Linked DNA regions of Canis lupus: region 2 is linked to region 1. The links are chromatin contacts, called in public Hi-C maps. All regions are on one chromosome and are shown on one strand. The core of a region is the stretch at or near the end of the contact, and the rest is flanking DNA. Distances in the headings are between cores, read along the strand shown. Region 1 has its middle 6.1 kb from the start of KRT27. Region 2 has its middle 15 kb from the start of CCR7.

Region 1 (6,772 bases), core at 2,863-5,362:
GTGAGTTTCTACACTGAAGGTACCTCCAAGGAATCAGTTGCCATCTGAAGGAGAAGGACTTCAGATACTGTGCTTGGGAGGTTGTTAAAGCAGAAATCACAAACTGATATGCTTTCTTTTAACAAACACCCAAGATCTGTGGACGCTCATTACAAGAGAAGTGAATAATTATTTGTTATTGGGTGTTGCAAATGCATTGCTATTGTTGTTTCTCTTTTAATTTTTTAATCTTTTTGGTCATCATACAGAATTTTATAATACCTTGTCTCATGTATAGATAAATGTCCATCATAGGTTTAGAGTTTTACATCTGAGAAAGGTCGTTGTCATGCCAGCATGATAAGTAAAATTGCCCATTTTGTTTTAGTACTTTTGAGATGATCATAGGATTTTTGTCATGTGACATTTTATGCATGTAGTATTTGACCATCCTCATTTCCTATAAATAACTCCCTTGGAATAGTATATGCTATTTCATATACTATTGAATTTTATTTGCTAATATTTGGTTTAAGATTGTGTATTTCCCGAATATGTCTTCTCTGAGAACTGGTTCTCATTGCCTGTGTTTGGATCTTATTCAGTGTAAAGATTTTTTTGCTTTTATTTCTAATCCTTTCCTAAGTTATATCTTCTCATTTCTAAGTGTCCTAATTATGGTTTATGTTGCTTGTTTTTTCTTCCATCATTTTTAATGCATTTTAGATCACTTCGAAATGATAAGTTATACCTTAATTTGTTTTGTTGACATGTCTTTCTGGCATACTTTTATTTTCTATAGAGATGTAACGCAGCTCCTAATTTTTTTTGTTTTCGTGTGCTAACATTTTGTGGGATTTTACCTTAATCCTTTTCTTCTCATTTTTCAAGCAATTCATGTTCCTTAACCTCTAGAATGAGTATAGTTCTACAAGGCTTTTCTAACTATACATACCTCCCATTTCTTGTTTTTCATCTAGGGATCAAAAATATATTGGCTTCAGGATCCCTGGGTGGCCCAGTGGTTTAGCACCTGCCTTCGGCCTGGGGCATGATCCTGTAGTCTCAGGATCGAGTCCCACATTGGGCTCCCTGCATAGAGCCTGCTTCTCCCTCTGCCTGTGTCTCTGCCTCTGTGTGTGTGTGTCATGAATAAATAAATAAAATATTTTATATATATATATACACATATATACATATATACATAGGTTTGATTTCAAATTTCTTCTTTTTTCCTCTCCTCCACTATATCTGGACCTTCTCTTCCCTTCATCTCTACTGACCCTATTCTGATCAGTTGAGATTCTTCTTCCTGGGGTTTCTTCTCATGGGAGGGGGGCACTCTCCTGGAAGGGAAACACAGCTGGTTGGTTTTGAGAATTCACAGGGTCTAGACTATTTCCGTCTCAGCTCATGCAAGATTCTTTTCACTCACCTGCTTCTGAATGGGCAAAACTCTCCCAGTTTTGACGGCAGATAGGGTTAGAGGTCTACAGAAAAAGAAAGATGAGTCATAGCTTTCTTAACATAAGAAAAGTCACGTAAGGCCCCCACCCATTCTGTGGTCTGTGCCTGACCAGCCATTTTGTGATCTATGCCTGACCAGCACTACTTGCCCAAACACACTTCTTGCAGGACTTCCTAGGAGGAATGACCCAAAAAATGCAAAAATCTCAGTAGTTAAGGATTTTAAAGGACTAATGAGAATGCAGAAACTAAGTCTCTACCAGGCCTGGAAATAGCCTAACCATATCAGACACAACAAATAAAGGATAAGACTTCCAGTACTGTTTCAAACTAAAGATTGACCTAGTGCACATCCTTGAGTTGTTTTTTTTTACAGAATTTAAACCCTTTTGAGCAGTCAAATACCAGACTAACTAGAGCAGAGAATTGGTAATGCTGCCCCCCGCCCCATGACTTCAATCAATTAAAACCTGGACTCTGTCCACTTCGCATGACTTTTGCCCCAATTCTCTACTGAATTCTCCCTCACCAAGCTCCATCCGTGAATACACATGCACCCTTACCTTAAAACTTCCCAATTTTTTAAAAAGATTTTATTTATTTATTCATGAGAATACACAGAGAGGAGAGAGAGAGAGAGGCAGAGACACAGGCAGAGGGAGAAGCAGGCTCCATGTAGGGAGCCCAATGTGGGACTTGATCTCGGATCTCCAGGATCCCGCCCTGGACTGAAGGCGGCGCTAAACCACTGAGCCACCTGGGCTGCCCAAAACTTCCCAATTTTTGTTGTTTGGGGAGACACTGCTTTGGGAAATAGCCATGGTGTTCTCCTGACTTGTTGCAAGTCAAACCCTTTCTTTTTTTTTTTTTTTATAATAAATTTATTTTTTATTGGTGTTCAATTTGCTAACATACAGAATAACACCCAGTGCTCATCCTGTCAAGTGCCCCCCTCAATGCCTGTCACCCATTCACCCCTACCCCCTGCCCTCCTCCCCTTCCACCACCCCTAGCTCGTTTCCCAGAGTTAGGAGTCTTTATGTTCTGTCTCCCTTTCTGATATTTCCTACCCATTTCTTCTCCCTTCCCTTCTATTCCCTTTCACTATTATTTATATTCCCCAAATGAATGAGAACATATAATATTTGTCAAACCCTTTCTTTTCCTAGTCTTTGGCTTGGTTGTGTCTTTTGGCTCCACATGCAAAAGAGGCGAACCCAGTTTCAGGTTATAGTTTCACCTGCTCTTCTCAAATTCACCTGCTGTCCTTTTTCAATCGGTTTTCCATAATTCTCCTGTAATCAGACCCTTCAAGTACCTCTGGATATCCTCTTCTTCCCACAGAAGTGCTTCTAACATAAGACTTGCAGGTCTTCGGGCTCCCTGCATGGAGCCTGCTTCTCCCTCTGCCTGTGTCTCTGCCTCTCTCTCTCTCTCTCTCTCTCTGTGTGTCTCTCATGAATACATACATACATACATACATCTTAAAAAAAAAAAAAAAGACCTGCAGGTCTTATGGCAAATGATAATTTGTTCTACCAGCTTACATTTTGGGTTTCATGGTCACCTCAGTTTGTTATAAAAGTTGTACATGGGTATCTGGTTTTGTGATGTAATTGTTCTGTGTAATTTCTATGTGAAGATTCAAAAGTTCTGCCACCATTGCCATGATTTCCCAGACTCTATGCCTTATTCTTGAAAGATAATTTTGCTTGGTGCTCAGTTTTAATGTGATAATTATTTTTTCTTAATATTTTGTGGAAGGGCACCTGGGTGATGCAGTTGGTTAAGTGTCCAACTCTTGTTTTCAGCTCAGGTTGTGATATTATGGAATGGGAGATGGAGCCCTGCATCAGGCTCTGCTCTTAGTACAGAGTCTGCTTGAGTTCCTCTCTCCTCTGCTCCTCCTCTCCCCTCTCAAAAATAAATAAATAAATCTTAAAAAAATATCTTCTGCAGAGATCATTCCAGTGTCTTTGATTTCTATTGTTGCTCATGGAAGCTGCAGACAGTCTAATTATGGTTCCTTTATAGATGATATCTATTTTCTCTGCTGCTTTTCCTTGTCTTTGGTGTTCTTCAGCATCACTATAATGTTACTTGAAGCAGATTCTTAAATTCACTTTACCTTTTAAATTGGAGGGCTGTTTCTATTCTAGAAAACTCTTACCCTCTGCCCCATTAGTATGGTCTCTAAGGAGACTCCACTGAAAAATATGTCAGAGTTTCTCTCCAATCTCCCTCTCTTTCTTTCTCCTTTTCTCCCTCTCTCCCCCTGTCTCATTCTCTTTCATTTAGGATAATAAGGTTTTATTTTTCCTACAATTTATTTATTTCTTCCTTAGTTATGTCATATCTGTTGCTTAATCCTCAGGTAAAATTCTCAATTTTAGTTATTATATTTCCCATTTTATTTTTTTATTGAAGTATAATTAACACACGATGTTATATTATTTGCAGATGTACAATATAGTGATTCAACAGTTCTAGGATGCTCAGTGTTCATCTAGACAAGCACACTCCTAATCCTCTTCATCTAGTTCTTTTGTTTCCATTTCTTTTTAAAATATATCTAGTCATTTTTTATAGTTATTCATTCAGAACACTTCCATTTCTCTCTTTCACTTCCCTAAACACAAAAAACACATTTTTTTTGCATACATTTCCTTGTAATTGCATTATCATTGGTCTTTGACATCCTATTCTGTAGACTGTAGTTAGTTTTGGCTCTTAGTCATATGTGTTTATTTCTTCATATGTTTATTTTATTTTGAGTTCATATGTGGTTGGAATTTAACTTTGGGAGTCGTGTAGGGCCAGGACTGAGATGATTTCTCCAGGGGAATGTGAAGCAGTACCAACCTGAAAACATCTTTTTAAATTTTTTTTTAATTTTATTTTTAAGTAAGCTCCACACTCAGAGTGGAGCCCAACACAGGCCTTGAACTCACAACTCTGAGATTAAGACCTGACCTGATATCAAGAGTTGGACAACCAAGCAAGCCACTCAGACACCCCAACCTGAAAATATCTTAAATGAATTTCTTGGATTGGGGTTCTCAGATTAAATTTGACCGTATCAGAGTAAGGCTGTGATTATAAGTCATTATCAAATATCAATAATATTCACATTATCAGATTTTTACTTAGTACCATTGGTAACAGAATGACTTGCTGGTTTCTCCATTTCGCCAGCATGGAGACTTTTCTAACTTCATCTTTTCTACTGATGATATAGGCTTTGGGGGCATACAGCTTTAAGTGGGGTCTCAAGTTCAGCTATGACACTTGGTCGGGTCCAAATCTTACTTCTCAGTGGAGTTTTTAACCAAAAAATCTTTCTAATCTAAGCATATTTCTAAGATAACTCAAGCTTCTATGTCTACTCACCATTCATGTTCAGCTCTGTGTGTGTGTTTTTTTTTTAATGTTTTCTTTTATTTTCTTTTGAGCTTAGGTATGAATTTAAAAAACATTTTACAATAATTTATCCAGCACTAGGGTATTTCATCTAGTCTTATTTAACTATTAGACATGGAGATACCATAGTGTCTATTTTAAAACTGGATTTATATCAACTTTATTTGTAAATTTTACAGTGAAATATCCAATGTGCACTTGAGATTTTTTTCTTGATTAGTTTGTAAAAAATTTTCCTTTTTATTCAAGTAATGAATGCATTTTAACAGTTAAATTGTGCTACAAACAAAAACAACAGTGTCTTTTTCTCTCCCTTCTTCTGCCTCAAGCCCTGCTTTCTACAGGCAACCACTTACAACTCTTTTAGCTGTTCCTTGTCATCTTTATCTCTAGATTTTTAAATACTATGTTTTATTCAATATTTCTTGATTTATCAATTTTTCTTATTATATATTGTACTCTTAAAAGAAAGTTGAGAGTTTTTCCTTTGCCACCTTCCTTCTCTTCCTAACATAGCTATACCACAGTATTTGGTTAGATCAATGTTAAGTTACTCATCATTATGGCTAAGTAGATATTGTTCATTGTTGCATTGAGCAGTAGATGCCATGTTTTTTGTGCAACTTTTTGTTTTTCATACAAGCAATATTTTTTTAGCATTTGTACTAACCTAGTTTCCTATATATCTTTATCTCTCATGCCTCTTTCTTACACGAACAAAACCATCCATCTTTTCCATCTACCTCCTGCAGCCCTCACACTCAGAATCCTCCCACCTCATATTTATTTTTCTGACTTGCTACCCAGCTATCATCAGGGACATTCATTCAGTGCACCTGTACTGGGGCCCTATTTCTCGGATTCTAAGCTTTTTCCTTTTTCTTGTTCATTTTTCGCTCTAGTGATTTCCTGACAAAGTATGTGAGGAAGATAAATATTTTGAGACCTTTCATGTCTGAAGATATTTTTATTCTACCCTCACTCATGATTAATTGTCAGAGGAGAGAATTTTATGTTGTACTTCATTTTCAAGTAGAATTTTGAGGGCATTCTTCACTGGAGTCAGGGCTTCCAGGATTGTTGAGAAGTCCAGAGCCATTCTGATTTCCCCATCACTGGATGTGTGTTGTCTTTTCTTCTGACATTTTAAGTGTTCTCTTTTTCTCCATGGTTCTCTGAAATAAACTGAGCACGTGCTCTGCTGTGATTCCTTTTCATTTATTACAGTCATTGGTGGTCTCTTTCAATTTAGAAGCTCAGTCCTTTAGTTCTGGGTAGTATTATAAAATATGTTTATAAAATAATTCCTTCATCATTTCACCATTCTCTCTTTCTGAAAGATTTACTTAAGGTTGCTCTTCTTGGACTAAACCTCTAATTTTATTTTATTTTTTTTAAGATTTTATTTATTTATTCATGAGAGACACAGAGAGGCAGAGACATAGGCAGAGGGAGACATAGGCGGAGAGTCCACTGGGAGACTCAGTCCCTTGACCTATGGATCATGACCTGAGCTGAAGGCAGGTGCTCAACCACTGAGCCACCCAAGTGCCCCAAACCTCTAATTTTCTTTTTTTTTTTTTTTTTATTTATTTATGATAGTCACACACAGAGAGAGAGAGAGAGTCAGAGACACAGGCAGAGGGAGAAGCAGGCTCCATGCACCGGGAGCCCGACGTGGGATTCGATCCCGGGTCTCCAGGATCGCGCCCTGGGCCAAAGGCAGGCGCCAAACCGCTGCGCCACCCAGGGATCCCAACCTCTAATTTTCTAATCTTTTCTCTTATCCATCTTTTGACCTTCGTTCAACTGTTAGGGAGATTTTTTTTTTTTTTGAAACTTATTTGCCAACCCATCTATTGAAGTTATTTTGGAATTTATTTTTTAATTCTTTAATTCTTAGGGC
Region 2 (6,772 bases), core at 1,729-4,228, 160 kb after region 1:
CAATCCATGCTCTGCTTCACAGTAAATCAATTCTCTTCATTCTTTCCCATTTCTGCTAGTAAAATTGAGTTTAGCAGGTCTGCTTCTTTCCTTATCACGCCAACTGATGAAATTGCCTCCAAAATGCAAGCCATCAGCATGAACATAAGTCCCTAAGAAGGAACTACGAAAGATGGACTCTCCCCTCCCTCTGCCCTGCACCCCAGTCCCGCCCTGTAGCTAGGGAGAGAGAAGTGCCACTCTTCATCAGAAAACCAATTCAAGGAATCAAGTCTGATAAGGGGTGAGGATGAAGATTTCTACAAGAATATAAATCTTGTTCTCCAGGGCAGTGTGTGGACTGGTGTGAGTATCCATCATTGTTCTTAGCTGGACTTGGTTAGAATAAAGCTGTCCCTGGATGCATTCACTCAACAAAGGTCTGGTAAGGGGGCACCTGGGTGGCTCAGTGGGTTAAGTGTCTGATTCAGCTCAGGTCATGATCTCGTGGGTGGTGGGATACAGTCTCGCACTTAGTGAGGAGTCTGCTTGAGGATTCTCTCTCTGGCCCTCCCCGCATGAGCATGCACACACGCTCACTCGCTCTCTCTCAAATAAACAAATATATTGTTTTTTTTTAAGGGTCTAGTAAGATTCCTAAGACTATAGACGTGGTTCCCATGCCCTGTAAAAAAAAAGAAAGAAAGAAAAGAAAGAAGCCTCCCAAAATGTCTGTAATTCTGACAGATTTGCTTACTTAAGAATGGGCTGTTATGGGGTGCCTGGGTGGCTCAGCGGTTAAGTGTCCGCCTTCAGCTCAGGGCGCAATTCTGGAGACCCGGGATCAAGTCCCACATTGGGTTCCCTGCATGGAGCCTGCTTCTCCTTCTGCCTGTGACTCTGTCTCTCTCTGTCTCTCTGTCTCTCTCTCTCTCTCTCATGAATAAATAAATAAAATCTTTAAAAAAAAAAAAAAAGAATGGGCTATTATCTAGAAACTGACACCTCTGGGTTTCTATGCTATCCTGTGGGTTTTTCTAGCAAATCACATAAAGAGCCATTCCCATTTCCTCTTCTTCCACTTGCATGACAGAACAAGTGAAACCTAAGATTCTGTGGGCTTTATCACATAATTTGAAAGTCTGAGTTATTGAAATTAACAGGGTTAAGCATTGTCTCTCTTTTGAATGGTCTGTTGGGTTGTTTAAAAACCACCGTGGGTGGGCATCCTGAAGATATGCTCCCTGCCTCCTTTCTCCCCAAGAAGCCCTCCTGGACCAACCTGCACGTCCCTTTTGGATCCTTCAGGGTTTTCAGTGTGAAACAAGACAAACCAATCTTTATTACTAAATCTCTGTCACTTTGCTTTGTGTTACCAGAGACTTCTCTTCATCAGGGATAAACAGTTGGGAGAGGAAGAGGGGAATGAGAGAGAGGGGGAAATAATCATCACCAATCACTAAAAGTTACTCATTGTTTAAAAAAGCAGCATCGCAATTAAAACTAGTAAGTCTTTAAGTTCCATGTCACCCTGTAGAGTCAAATATTGAATTTCAGTTGCCCTGTGGGGTGTCACTGAGATTCTGATGAGTCAGATATAAATTGTACAGCTGGCTCAATTCTCAGGACCACCTCAGGACTTCTTAGAAGAAATAGCACTGTCACATCCACGTCTATCCCCACCAAAAAAAAAAAAAATTACGCATACATGTAAGTGTAATCAACTTGATTCTGGGAACTCTTCTGGCTGGTTCCACTTTGCTAAAGTGTCACCAACACAGTGCTCTTGAAGCTTGTATTATTCCATCCCATAGGGCTACTTCTTGGCTATCAATCTTGGCTAATCAAAATTCTGCCACCCACTGAGTGAACACAGTTAATACATCCTTAGAATGAACCAATATGCAGCCTTTTAAGGGGATGTTGTGGAAGGAGAGTTAATTATAAGGAGGAAAGTTCATGATGTATTTGTCAAGTGAAAATAGGTACAAAACAGCAGGTGCTGTATACCCATTTTGAAAGCCATATATTCTTTTCTTTAAAAAAAAAAAAAAGATTGGGCAGATATGGTCATCTCTTCGTGGTTTATTTCCTTTCCATGCTTCTCAAAATTTCACCACATTTTGTTTTTGTAATTGAGCAAATGTAAGAAGAAAACATCTTACTTGTTAGAGGCTAAATTTTCCCCAGCGCCAAATTAATATGTGGAAGTCCTAAACCAGAGGACCTCAGAATGAATTTGGAGATGGGACCTTTAAAGAGGTAATTAAGGTCAAATTCTGTCACATGGGTCATGCAGGCCCTAACCCAGTGTGACTAGCATCCTTACATGATGAGGAGGTTAGAACATGGGCAACAGACAGAAGGGTGAACGTGTGAGGACACCACGGGAAGACAGCCTTCTGCAAGCCAAAGAGGGAGATCTTAGAAGAAACCAATCCTGCCAACAGCTTGTTCTCAGACTTCAAGCCTTCAGCGCTGTGAGGAAACAAAATTCTGCTGTGTACCCCACCCGGTCTGTGGTGTTTTGTTACGGCAGCCCGAGCAAACTAACATGCTACTCCTCTTTCAGAGACCAGCTCTGATGCCAGTCCGCCCTTGAAACTTCACTCCCAATCTTCCCCCTCCTTCTGCCCCTCTGCTGCCACCACTTTTGTGTCACCTGGCCTCGTTGAGAATAAGGCTTGTTCACACTTCTCTCTGTAAGCTTCTTGAGGGGGAGGCCCATGCCTTGCACGGGACCTGAGCACTTGCTCAGATGACCTGGAAGAAAGAGCAACTTCCCTAGGACACCAGTAGGGGTCAGGCCGCCCAGAGGTTTCCAGGTGGGTTAACTGCCCCTGGTGGTATGTGTGTGTGTGTGTGTGTGTGTGTGTGTGCCAGTGGGGGGGAGGGTGTGGTGGTTCCACAAGGGTGCCACTTCGTACTAGCTGTGTAATCTTGGGGGCAGTCACACCTTCACACCCAAACCTAAAAAGGTTCACAAAGCATTTTCCTATGTAGCTTCTCATTTTGTTGTCATGACAATCCACTTCGATTGCATATTATTTCCTCTGCTTCGCAGGTGAGGTAACCATCCTCAAAGAGGTGGAGAAACAAAACATTTCGTTGTGAAAACTTACAACAATAATAGCTAGAATGTCTTGTGTGCCTGGCAACGCACTAAACACTCCGCACAACCTGTCCCACTTAATCCTCATGACAAGCCTATGAGGGAGGAATTATTACTCAACCTACTTTACAGATAAGGAAACTGAGGCTCAGAGGAATGACTGGAGAGCACACGGCTAGAAAATGGTGGAGCTGGAGTTTAAACACGAGGTTCATGTCCACAGCCCACACTTGCAAGCCATGTGCCACACTGCCCCCTCCCACATAAATTAGCATATGGAGGGGCTGCTAAATGAGGGGAACAGACAGGAGTTGCTCCAAATATCAGAAACTGCGTTCATCTGGAAAGTCTTCTTAAAAATGGTGAGATTTGGGCAGCCCCGGTGGCTCAGTGGTTTAGCGCAGCCTTCACCCTGGGGCCGGATCCTGGAGACCCCGGATCGAGTCCCACGTCGGGCTCCCTGCATGGAGCCTGCTTCCTCCTCTGCCTGTATCTCTGCCTCTCTCTCCCTCTCTGTCTGTCATAAATAAATAAAATCTTAAAAAAAAATAATGGTGAGATTTGAGGGGCACCTGGGTGGCTCAGCGGCTGAGCGTCTGCCTTTGGCTCAGGTCATGATCCCGGGGTCCTGGATCGAGTCCCACAGGGAGCCTGTTTCTCCCTCTGCCTATGTCTCTGCCTCTCTCTGTGACTCTTATGAATAGATAAATAAAATCTTTTTTTAAAAATGGTGAGATTTGGGCCAAGCCTTTCGGACACAGTTGAGTGGAGAGGATGGGAGGGGCCAGGTGCCCTCACTTAATGCTGTTTACAACCAAGAGTTTCACAAGTCAGCTTTAACCACCAGATTCAACCCCCCACATCCCTGTTGAGCCCCTGGTCTTGCCACCCACTGGGCTGGAAGGTGCAGGGGAGAGGAGGGTGAAGGAGAGCTCACTCCCTTGGGGAAGGCAGACTGTGTCTAACTAGAAGGACCCAAGAGGACAGGCATCAATTCCATTGCCATAGGTTTTTTTTTTTTTTTTAAGATTTTATTCATTTATTCATGAGAGACACAGAGAGAGGCAGAGACACAGGCAGAGGGAGAAGCAGGCTCCAAGAAGGGAGCCAACGTGGGACTCGATCCCGGGTCTCCAGGATCGTGCCCTGGGCTGAAGGGCGGCGCTAAACCGCTGAGCCACCCGGGCGGCCCTGCCATAGTTTTAAGGCTCTCTTCGCAGCTTTGAGCGGGGAAGCCCTCGATCCAATTCTAATTCTGATATGAATTTTCTTGTCCTTTCCTTTTTTTTTTTTTTTTCCTTTGGAGTACCTGGTTTATGTCTGATGCGAGTGATCTCAGGACGGTGTCACTGCCACAGATTTTCTATTGAGATTTTAGGCAAATCTAGCCTGTCTGGTGGCTTCAGCTTCTGCACCTGGAAATAGAGTCACTGAATATGTATTGCAGAACAACTTCCGTAAGCTAACAGCAATCATTTACATGCAATATCCATTCTTTCTCTCTTTTTTTCTTTTGTTAGAAATGTGGGCTTAGAAAAGAAAATCTCAAAAAAGATGAAGTGTGAGCTTAATGTGAAGGAGAGAGGTCAAAACAAAGAAATAGGTTTAAAAGTCAGCAGCATATAGATAAAAGTCATGGGAGCAGATGGATACTCCAGGAGAGATGTTTGTTAAATGAAAGATTAATTAATCCACTCCCCGGGGCCCACCTCATGGTTCCACACAATCAAAAGCTCTAACCCCAGCAATTAAAATACAGAAAAGCAGCTATTGATGGAAGGAGGAGATAGAAATACCTCCAATCACCAGTTTTCATCCCCCTGGACTGGATAATGCTTTCAGAGGAGATGGTGTAAGTGGATTAACCTCACAGCCCACCCACCTCCCAGGAAAGCCAGAGGAAGAGAGTTGGGTCTACAGCAATAATGTGACCCCAAGTGATGCCTGGGTGGCTCAGCAGTTGAGCATCTGCCTTCAGCTCAGGGCATGATCCCGAGAGCCAGGATCGAGTCCCACATCAGGCTCCTTGCAGGGAGCCTGCTTTTTCCTCTGCCTGTGTCTCTGCCTCTCTCTCTCTCTCTCTCTCTCTCTCCGTGTCTCTCATGAATAAGTAGACAAAATCTTAAAAAATAATAATAATAATGTGACCCCAGCAGGAACATCCACCTGAATCACAGAGGGTCTTGTTTTGGGGCCTCTCCTAACTAATGCCCTTCTTGCTGGACCCACTCCCACCAGAACAGGCACCTTAGCCGTGGGGCCATACCTCTCATTGGCTTATTTCTTGTAAGACTCAAGACATAAGACAGTCTTAACGAGTTAACGCAAGAACATTTTCTTACACAAATTGAATACATGGAGAAGAAACGGGTAGGAAATATCAGAAAGGGAGACAGAACATAAAGACTCCTAACTCTGGGAAACGAACTAGGGGTGGTGGAAGGGGAGGAGGGCGGGGGGTGGGGGTGAATGGGTGACAGGCACTGAGGGGGGCACTTGATGGGATGAGCACTGGGTGTTATTCTGTATGTTGGCAAATTGAACACCAATAAAAAATAAATTTATTATTAAAAAAATTTGAATACATGGGAACATTTCCCTGACTGGGGTCCAAATGACCAGTGCAAAATCACTTTAGATTCTTGAGCACATTCAATACTTGGGCGTATTTGATTTCTCTCTCTCTCTCTCTCTCTTTCTTAATGATGAGAGAAAAGCTATCTGCAGAAGAAAACTCTTCCATGTGGATTAAACCCTCTACCTTTTCATCCCAGATATCCAAACCCAATTTTGAGAATAGGATGACCCCTTCCCCCTTGCCTCCTCTTTGGAAGGTAAAGAAGAGAGGGATCTCGTCACTCCCACAGTCTATAACCCCAGGGCTGCCTAACTAGTGCCAGGCCAGGCATCTCCTGATCGCTCTCAATGTGAGCACTCTACCACATACCCAGCATGTCAAGGAAAACCTCACCTTCCTGATCTGCTGCAGAACCTGAGAAGATGTGGTGAAAGAGAAATATTTCCCAGTAACTGTGCCCACAGGGTTCCGGGGACCTCACAAACTCAATCTGTGCCAGGTGACTATGTTGCCAAGCCAGACGAGCTATCAGTGCTGTTAGTCATTCAGTGCAAGAAGAAAATGTGCCCGAGTCACCTTCCTTCGGGCATAACAAGCATTATGCATCTGTCTGCCCAGCACCATATTCTATGGAATAACAATCATCTCGTATTGAGAATATGAAAGTGAAAAGACAAAGTCCTCATCTCCAGGATCTCAAGCTCTAGTAGGAGAATGAAAACATCTTCATTCTTTCTTTCTCACCTCCTTATCCCACTCTAAGCCCATATCCCTAATATCAGGAAGTAAGAAGCTGGGTTGGGTCAAGTTATGAAAACTATTGGGCTGGGCTGTTGACTACCATATTGGCTAAGAACCCAGTAGAATCTGAGACATTTAGAGTCTGTAGCAATCTTGGTAGCCTCAGACAAGCTTCTTTGTGGCACTGTTTGGGAGGTGGGGTGGGGGTAAGCCTTGCTCTAGGCTCCTAGACACGCCTACAAAAGGAAGATTAAGATAGTCACAAACCTGGACACACTGCGTGTTCCCCTGGAAAAAAAGAAAATGATACAAGTAGAAAAAAGATGCAGGAAGCAGAGATTGATGCAGGGACAGGCAGCCAA

Evidence for each region. A called contact is a pair of places that touch in the nucleus more often than the background predicts.
Region 2: a contact with region 1 is called in a Hi-C map of blood, with 3 times the contacts expected there. The contact joins two enhancer-like sites. A contact is called at or near these places in 6 of 9 Hi-C or Micro-C datasets (amygdala, blood and liver).

The regions. Positions count from the first base shown.
Region 1 is chr9:21,840,764-21,847,535 of UU_Cfam_GSD_1.0, forward strand. No RefSeq gene overlaps it. Among named protein-coding and RNA genes, the nearest start is that of KRT27, 6.1 kb to the right of the region's middle. Within about 2 kb of position 4,113, at least 1 of the 20 cell types and tissues checked has an H3K27ac peak or open chromatin away from gene starts, as enhancers often do. A contact at or near this core is called in blood, where this site is marked.
Region 2 is chr9:22,000,988-22,007,759 of UU_Cfam_GSD_1.0, forward strand. No RefSeq gene overlaps it. Among named protein-coding and RNA genes, the nearest start is that of CCR7, 15 kb to the right of the region's middle. Within about 2 kb of position 2,979, at least 1 of the 20 cell types and tissues checked has an H3K27ac peak or open chromatin away from gene starts, as enhancers often do. A contact at or near this core is called in blood, where this site is marked.